Linked DNA regions of Sus scrofa: region 1 is linked to region 2. The links are chromatin contacts, called in public Hi-C maps. All regions are on one chromosome and are shown on one strand. Each heading gives the region's core, a stretch centred on a gene start, on an enhancer-like site or on the middle of the called end of the contact. The rest is flanking DNA. Distances are from core to core; before and after follow the strand shown.

Region 1 (3,692 bases), core at 417-2,916, 84 kb after region 2:
GTCCAGCCACTCACATTTACTGGAAGGAACAGGGGTTCTGGGAGACCCGAGCTCCTTGCCTTGTCAGGCAGCTGCCTGGCTACAGTTTGTGGTAGGAGGGAAGAGGAGGAGGGAGAAGACCAAAAAGGCTAAAATGGTAAATTACTGTAGGTTCTGGAGAAAAATAGCATTAGAAGCATTTGTGGTTCAGATGAAAATAGCACATTTCCTTTCTGCTTGGAGTGTGGGGGGTCAGAGTGCTCCAAGGAATAGAAAATAAATAAAAATTGATCCCTCACCCATCCGAGGAGATGCTCTGGCTCTGGGAACTGAAATGATGGCTCTAGATTTGAAGATCTTGTGAAACCACTTTTGAAGGTTAATAATAATAGCAATAATAACAATAAAAACATCCAGAGACTAAAAGAAAACTATGATATGCTCTGTTGGGAAATGTAGTTCTTTCCAAGTCTGAAGAATAGGCAGCAGACCCTGATCAGGTGTATCGCCCTTTTGTTCCTGTTGCTGACCATGGTCATTCCATCTCTTCTTGCAGGTGAGAAGCCTTATAAGTGCTCATGGGAAGGGTGTGAGTGGCGTTTTGCACGAAGCGATGAGCTCACAAGGCACTACAGGAAACACACAGGTGCAAAGCCCTTTAAATGCAACCACTGCGACAGGTAAAGAAACTAAGAAGCTCCTGGGATGGGGAAGGGAGATGGTAGAGTGGGCGGGAGGGTGGGCGGGTCGTGTGCTCTTGGGTTTATCTCAAGTGTGTCTCCCAGAGACTCAGGTGTGGGCATGCCTTTTACTTCTCCACTGAAAACACCTATGAGATAAGGGTGCCTTCTTGCATGTAATCCAGAGATGGTATGAATGCTTGGTTCAGTTACGCAAGTATTTCATGAACACCAGAACCATGTTAGTCACTGGGTATCAGTAAGACAGAGCTCCTACCTCCAAGGAGATGACTGACACATGATTCTAGTATAATAGGAAAAGTAGCAGGATAGAGAATGGTCACCTGTTGCTTCTGATCTTTTTATTAACATCAATACCATTTTTCCTCTCATCCTTAACAACATGAGAGCATAGAAAGCCTGCTTAACAGAGGGAAGGTTAGTTACAAGGCTTTCCTTTGAGCGCTGCTAGGAATGCAGTTACTGAAGAGAGTTCTCATTCTTTGGGGGCCTGAACCATCCTTTCTTTGAGAATAGGTGCACAGGTCTAAAAGATGGCCAGGCTTTGAGAACTGATCCTATAATTCAATTTCAAACCTTCAGCATTTGATAGTGGAAGAAAGAGCACGTAGCAACAGATACTACACAAGTAATAGTATCTGACAGCCCTGGCATTATCAACCAATAAACCCCAAAATGGAGACTCTGCAGGCCAAGGTGAAGGCAGGATTAGGTTTAGTCATAATCAAATAATGGGCTTGCATCTGAGCGTGTTATCCTTCTAATCCTATTTCTGTGTTTAAAAGGAAGCTTAAGAAAATTAACCATCTTTTTAATGCAATACTAAAGGTCTCGGTTATGATGAGAGAAATGCTTCTAATACGATAAAAGCCCTGAAAGCCTCAGGGTTCCCCGGCTCGGCCAGCCGCTCGCAGGATGGCAGGAGGGCTGTGCAGGATGTCCGCAGAGGCCTGGCTCTGCGTCGGAGGAAATGCGATCGCTTTCGCATCCTGCCTCCCCCATCCTTGTGCCGGCACCTCCCTTGCCAGACCTTCCTCTGGAGTAGTGCCTGTTTGTTTGGAGAGTCGGGCAGGAGTGGCCAGATCTCATGGGTGGCCAGTTGGCTTGGTGCTCCTTTAAGATGCTTATAAAGGAGCGATCATGTTTTTCCTCCTTTTTTTTTTTTTTCCTTCTTCCTGAAGAGGCTATTTTCCTCTTATCTTCATTCTTTAAGAACTAAATAAAGCCCCCAGGCCTCCTGGAGCCTGAAGATAACCTCCCACCCCAGGGCTAAGGAAGTACACTCCATGAAGCTATTGTCTCTCATCCCCTTGGAGCTCCCTTCTGCTAACCTTCCTGCCCCCCCCAACAACCTGTTTTTTAATGTCTCTCCCATTACCTTGAGGGCTCCCTGAATTTATGTGAATCCGCAGTTGTTCTTTTATAGATTATATTTCAGTGATGATCTTCTCTCAACTCCCATCTCAAGGGCATTCCTCTCTGACCCTGGCTACTAATAGAGAAGGGACATAGATGGTCACTCTTGGTCCACAGCTTGGAGAAAGAACATTATTATATTAAGGGGGATGCAGAGGAATCCTTTATCAGTTACCCAAATAATGGTGGTAGTAGGTACAGATGAGGCACCCTGTCCTGAAGGGTGGTGAGGTTCTTCCCTGGAGATGGAGCATTATGGACAGCCATTATCCTTGGAAACAGACAGAGAATTCTTAGGGGGAAATTACCAGTTAGTATTCTTCTCTTCTTGTCTCCTGAGTTATTAAGCCATATGCAGCTGTCTAGCACTTGACATATGAGGATTCAGTCTGACCATTGGTGTGATTTATATGAAGAAATGCTTCAAACCCATTGGATATTTCAGTGAAGGACATGTCAGGGATGGAAAATTTACCTAGTTCTCTGTGCTCTTTTCTTCATCACAATATACCTGGGTTTCTGTAGCTAGAAATCTGCTGAGGTGATGGCACAAGTTCTGTAACATGGTACTTGGGGAAGCTGGTGAGTAGCTCAAAGTCCTGTGGTGTGGGCTGAGGGTCAGTGTGTTTTCACCAATGTCAGAAACCAGGGAGTGGAGTTGACTGGTGTCTCCTGACAGGTAGCACCTTATACTTCAATTGCAGGAACTGCACTGAGAATTAAAGCAGGTCTGGGAGACAGCGTAGGGAGTTGGAGTGGTCCCAGAGCCAATGAAAGGAAAGCCTGGAGTGGCTGGGGACTTGATGTTCCATAGAGGAGTTTGACCTTCAGAAACAGGGCATCTGTAGTCCTCTGCAGGACACAGAATCCTGATAGTACCACAGTGCATGTGAGCGCAGAAACCTATCTCTTGCCTTGTATAATTGGAGCAATCTGACCACCCTATTTAGAAGCTAAACTAGGATTGGGGTTTCTGGTCCTTAAAGCATGGACCAAGTCTAACTTATGCTTGCATTTCGCCTATAGGGTAGATTCAAAAAAATACATGAGTTTTTGTTTGTTTTGCTAACATTTAAAATTGCTAAATGTCACAAAAATCTCTATTCCTGGCTTTTTGTGGAAAAATCAGAAGATTTGGTAAGAGTGGGCTCACAGTCCCATGTGGCCATAATTTTCTGGAGCTGGAGAGTCATCACGTCCTATCATGGTGGCCATGTGATCACTCATGTGTCGCTGCGCCCCCACCCCCGCCCCAGTCTCCTCGGTGTGCAGCGTCAATTGCCAAGGGTCATCCCACGGACTGTTGTCTCCTCCTACTGGAGAGGGCTATTCCTCCATCTCTGTGCCTTGTCAGCAGTGGAATCAGATGGTTTCAAAGTGCTGTGTTTCCTACACTTGACCCATCGCATCCTTTTACTTGATCTGTCTGGCCCCTGAAGACGTTGGGTTTTAGGACCTCTGGCTTTAGGTTCGGGCTAGAGAAGAAAGCAGTGAGGTGGCTCTGCCATTTCTTAATGAGCACTGAGCAGGGCAGCGCACTAAGTGGTCAACTGTTAGGGGCCAGCCCAAAGAGCATGGCTCCTGACGGCAGTTATC
Region 2 (3,568 bases), core at 534-3,033:
TGAGATATGGAGTTCCACATAGTAAGAAGGCGAGACAGCTGAGAAGGGTGATTAAGGTGGATATGTTTCTTCCACTGCAGGGTGAATTAAGTTTCTCATCTCTGAAGAAATACCAAATTCTGCAATCATTCCAGAAGTGGAAGTTCAGCTCTCAGTGCATTTTGGGGAAGCTTGAACGACTAACCACTTAAGGTCAAGCAAACAACTGTTCAACCCCAACAACGTGCGTAGTGCAAGGGTTTCACCTAAGAGACAACAGGGTCTCTATAGATAAAACTCTATATGATAGCTTCAGAAAGTAATTCGGTTCCTCTCCTCTCACCACCGCACTTTGGGCAGGTAGACATCCTCTCTCCAAGCCACATGGGGAGCCTTGCCTTTAACACCAGAGCAAGTTGCCAGCTCCAGCCTGCACCCCACGTCCACCCAGCTTCCCTCTATTGTCTTTAACACACTCCAGTAAAGTGTCCCCTTCCAGTCAGCGCTAACTGGGGGTCTGACCCCGGCTGCATTCCCCCTTCACGGGGTCAGAAGGCAGGACAGGCTGGGGGGCGGGGGGCGCACCGCGGCGCCAAGGGGCGTGGGGGGCGGGGACTGCGTGCGGGCGCGGGGCGGGCACAGGCTGCTCTCTGCGCTCCGCTCCCCTTTGTTCTGCTCCATTGTGAGCGGCACTTTCTCCTCTGGCGCTTCTTCTCTGCACCCTGGCAGCCTGTGGGGAATTCGTGAAGGGGCTTTTGGTGACTTTTTCTTTCCCGCCCCCCACGCCGGTTTATCTTTTAGGAAGTGAGGAAGTCCTTTGCGCTGCCCCTCCCTCGCGGTTCCCCGCCCCCGGGCCTAGGAGGTAGGTGGAGTGGGAAGTGGCCGGCCCTCCTCCCCACGCTGGCTTCTCAGTCCCCCGCCCCGCTCCTCCTCCAGGAGGCATCTTAACCCAGCGTTCTGGACTTTCACCTCCTGACCGGCCGCGTCCACGCCAGAACGGCAACATGCGACCCTTTCCCTTCTCAGGGGAACCGGCTCCGAACGCCCTGGCTCCGCTAGGCACCAAAGCGAGGGTCGGAGGCCGGCGTGCAGCCCGATCCCGGCCGCCTCGGCGTCCCCGGAGCCAGCGCAAGTGTCGCCGCGACCCTCCCCGTCCCTCGCGCTCGTGTTACCCGGCAGCCCGGCGGCAGCCTCAGCCCCCTTATATAGCCCTCTAAAAATAGCTCGCCTCGCACCGCCTTGTAAGGCAGCAGGGAGATCCGCAGCGCGCCAATCCAAGCCCGTCGCCAGGACCAAGCCCCGCCCCAGGCCTCGCTTCGTGCTCCCCATTGGTCTTCAGTGACTTCATGAGCCCCCTGTTTACCTTACATGGTCACACGCGGCCTAATGGACGCCCTCCTCCGAGATCCCACGGCTGCGCGGAGAGCCGGGCGGAGGGAGGGAGTTTGGGGAGGGGGAAGAGCAGGAGGAGGAGAAAAGGAGGGGGGGAAGACTACAAACTAGCAAGGATGGGGTGGGGGGTGGGGAGGAAGGAAAGGGGGGGAGAGAAGCGATCGCGAGAAAAAAAAAATGCAACCTCCCAAAATAAAGAGCAAAGATTGCATTAGGAGCGAACAGCGCTGCAGAAATAGATGGCAGCTTCGTGTCAGTGAGTTTGCATCCCCCTTCCTGATCCACGAGCTGGAGTGATTAGAGCCCTGGAAGGGAATTGTTACTCCCGTGGAGAAGTCCCCTTTTCCTGGCAGCCGTCTGCACTGTACACGCTGGATGCCTCTTTCCATCCGCCCCACTCAGTCTCTCCTTTCTCACCTCCTCTCTCCCTCTCTCCTGCATTGATTTTTTTTTTTTTTCCTTTTTAGTTGACTGAAACAAAACAAAACAAAAGGGCCACTGGATGTCTGCCTTCTTGGGGGGTGAGCCAGACAGACTGACAAACAAACAGACCCAACTGTGTTCGGGGGAGGGTTTCTCCTCCCGTTTTGCCCGGCAGCAGCAGCATGGACGTGTTGGCTAGTTATAGTATATTCCAGGAGCTACAACTTGTCCACGACACCGGCTACTTCTCAGCTTTGCCATCCCTGGAGGAGACCTGGCAGCAGGTGAATGATTTAAATTACTTGTGTAAATCGTGTGGCGGCGGCGGAGGCGCAGGGGCTGCGTTGGTGTGGGCTTGGGGTTGAATTTTGTGTTGTTGTTGTTTATTTTTTTCCCCCTTTTTGGCTGTTTGTTATTTAAAATGTTTTCGGAAACAGTCATCTGCTTACCTCTCCACCCACCCCCTAACCCCTTAGTGTGCCGAGCTGAGCAGCCGGTCTGAGCTGCCTGCGTTTCAGTCGCCAACACGCATCCTTGCGCACACGTTGTCGAGCTCAGTGTCCCCCAGCAGAGACCTCCCTAACTTCTGGGGTTCGGAGGAGAGGGTTGGGAAGGTGGTTTGGGTTACAAGTCGTCGGTGACAGGTACCGCTTCCCTATATGCAGGAGCTCTACCTACTTGAATCTTGAACCTTAAATCAGGTTCATCTCTTTCAACTGTGCTAACGACCGTCAGGTGGAGGGGAGGCGGTAGGAGCAAAGCGGAGTGTTTTCCCAGTAATTAGGGAGTATCTGTAAAGAATAGAAACTTGATTTTGAGATTAGAAGGTGGGCAGAAAGAAGAGGAGCCCAGTGATAAGAGATACTTGAGGATATTTCCGAGGAGGACTGGAAGATGTTATCTGTCTAATGCTGAACGTGCATTGTAGGTCTTTCCAGTGCAACGTCTTCAGAAAGAGAACACCTTCTCTATGTGTGTCCTTGCTTCTCTTTTTTTGGAGGGGTCCCTCTCCACTTGGCACAACCTCTGACAAAGGGTGATGTGTACTTCCATGCCTCTGACTTTGTCTTAGAGGACTAGTTAAGAAACTCCTAAGATGCTGAAGGGCACTGATGCCAAGTTGGCTGGGTGTCCCAGTAAGGGGGAAGTGGGGCTGGTGACAAGTTCCCTGGGCTTTGTGAAGTGGAATAAAGAAAGTGCTGGTCAGTGGAAAGTGCTAGATCTGCTGCGGAAATGGTGGTTTTCTCAGTAAGGATTAGGAGCTGCTGAGGGGACATTAAATGCAGGAAAGATGGTGGATGGGGGAGTGGAGGAACACGAGTAGTCTTTCAAAATTCTGCAGTGTGCATCATGGAAAGTCCAAGAAGACGGTTTGAATTTGCACATTGGAAGTGCGAACCTGCATGGTCCGCCTTGGAAAAACGTGCTTGCCCTTGAGGAGGGGCTGCAAGAAGCTTGGTGTGTGGCTGCTCGTGTAACTTCTCCGCTCCGTGACAGCAGCTTGTTAAGGCTAATGAACGGCTGAATTTCCTCTGCCAGTATCCAAAGCGGGATTTGCCAGCTTGAGCCTAGGATGTAACAGTAGCTGCTTTAGGGAGAGAGGTTTGGCTTTTGGTGTAAGGAGCCAATCCTCTCTCTGTACCATTGTTACTAGTTGCTATTCTCCCTTCTGATCTGAGGCTATGAGTTTCTCCAGGTACTGGCCTCCGGTGTCTCTGCGTCCACACATGCATTCCTGCCCAAGGATGCTGGCTGATGGATTTGACCATCTCCC

Evidence for each region. A called contact is a pair of places that touch in the nucleus more often than the background predicts.
Region 1: a Hi-C map of liver shows a contact between it and region 2, with 8 times the contacts expected there. The contact joins the enhancer-like site here to the promoter of KLF7 in region 2. A contact is called at or near these places in 8 of 47 Hi-C or Micro-C datasets (embryonic fibroblasts, heart right ventricle, liver and 4 more) and 1 of 2 datasets of contacts at active chromatin or transcription factors (skeletal muscle).

What each region holds. Positions count from the first base shown.
Region 1 is chr15:110,292,870-110,296,561 of Sscrofa11.1, reverse strand. It overlaps KLF7 (Kruppel like factor 7), which reads left to right. Exons shown (of 4, transcript NM_001097487.1): 3 at 536-659. Among named protein-coding and RNA genes, the nearest start is that of KLF7, 84 kb to the left of the region's middle. Within about 2 kb of position 1,666, at least 3 of the 83 cell types and tissues checked have an H3K27ac peak or open chromatin away from gene starts, as enhancers often do. A contact at or near this core is called in liver, where this site is marked.
Region 2 is chr15:110,377,317-110,380,884 of Sscrofa11.1, reverse strand. It overlaps KLF7 (Kruppel like factor 7), which reads left to right and starts at 1,783. Exons shown (of 4, transcript NM_001097487.1): 1 at 1,783-2,078. The coding sequence starts at 1,977.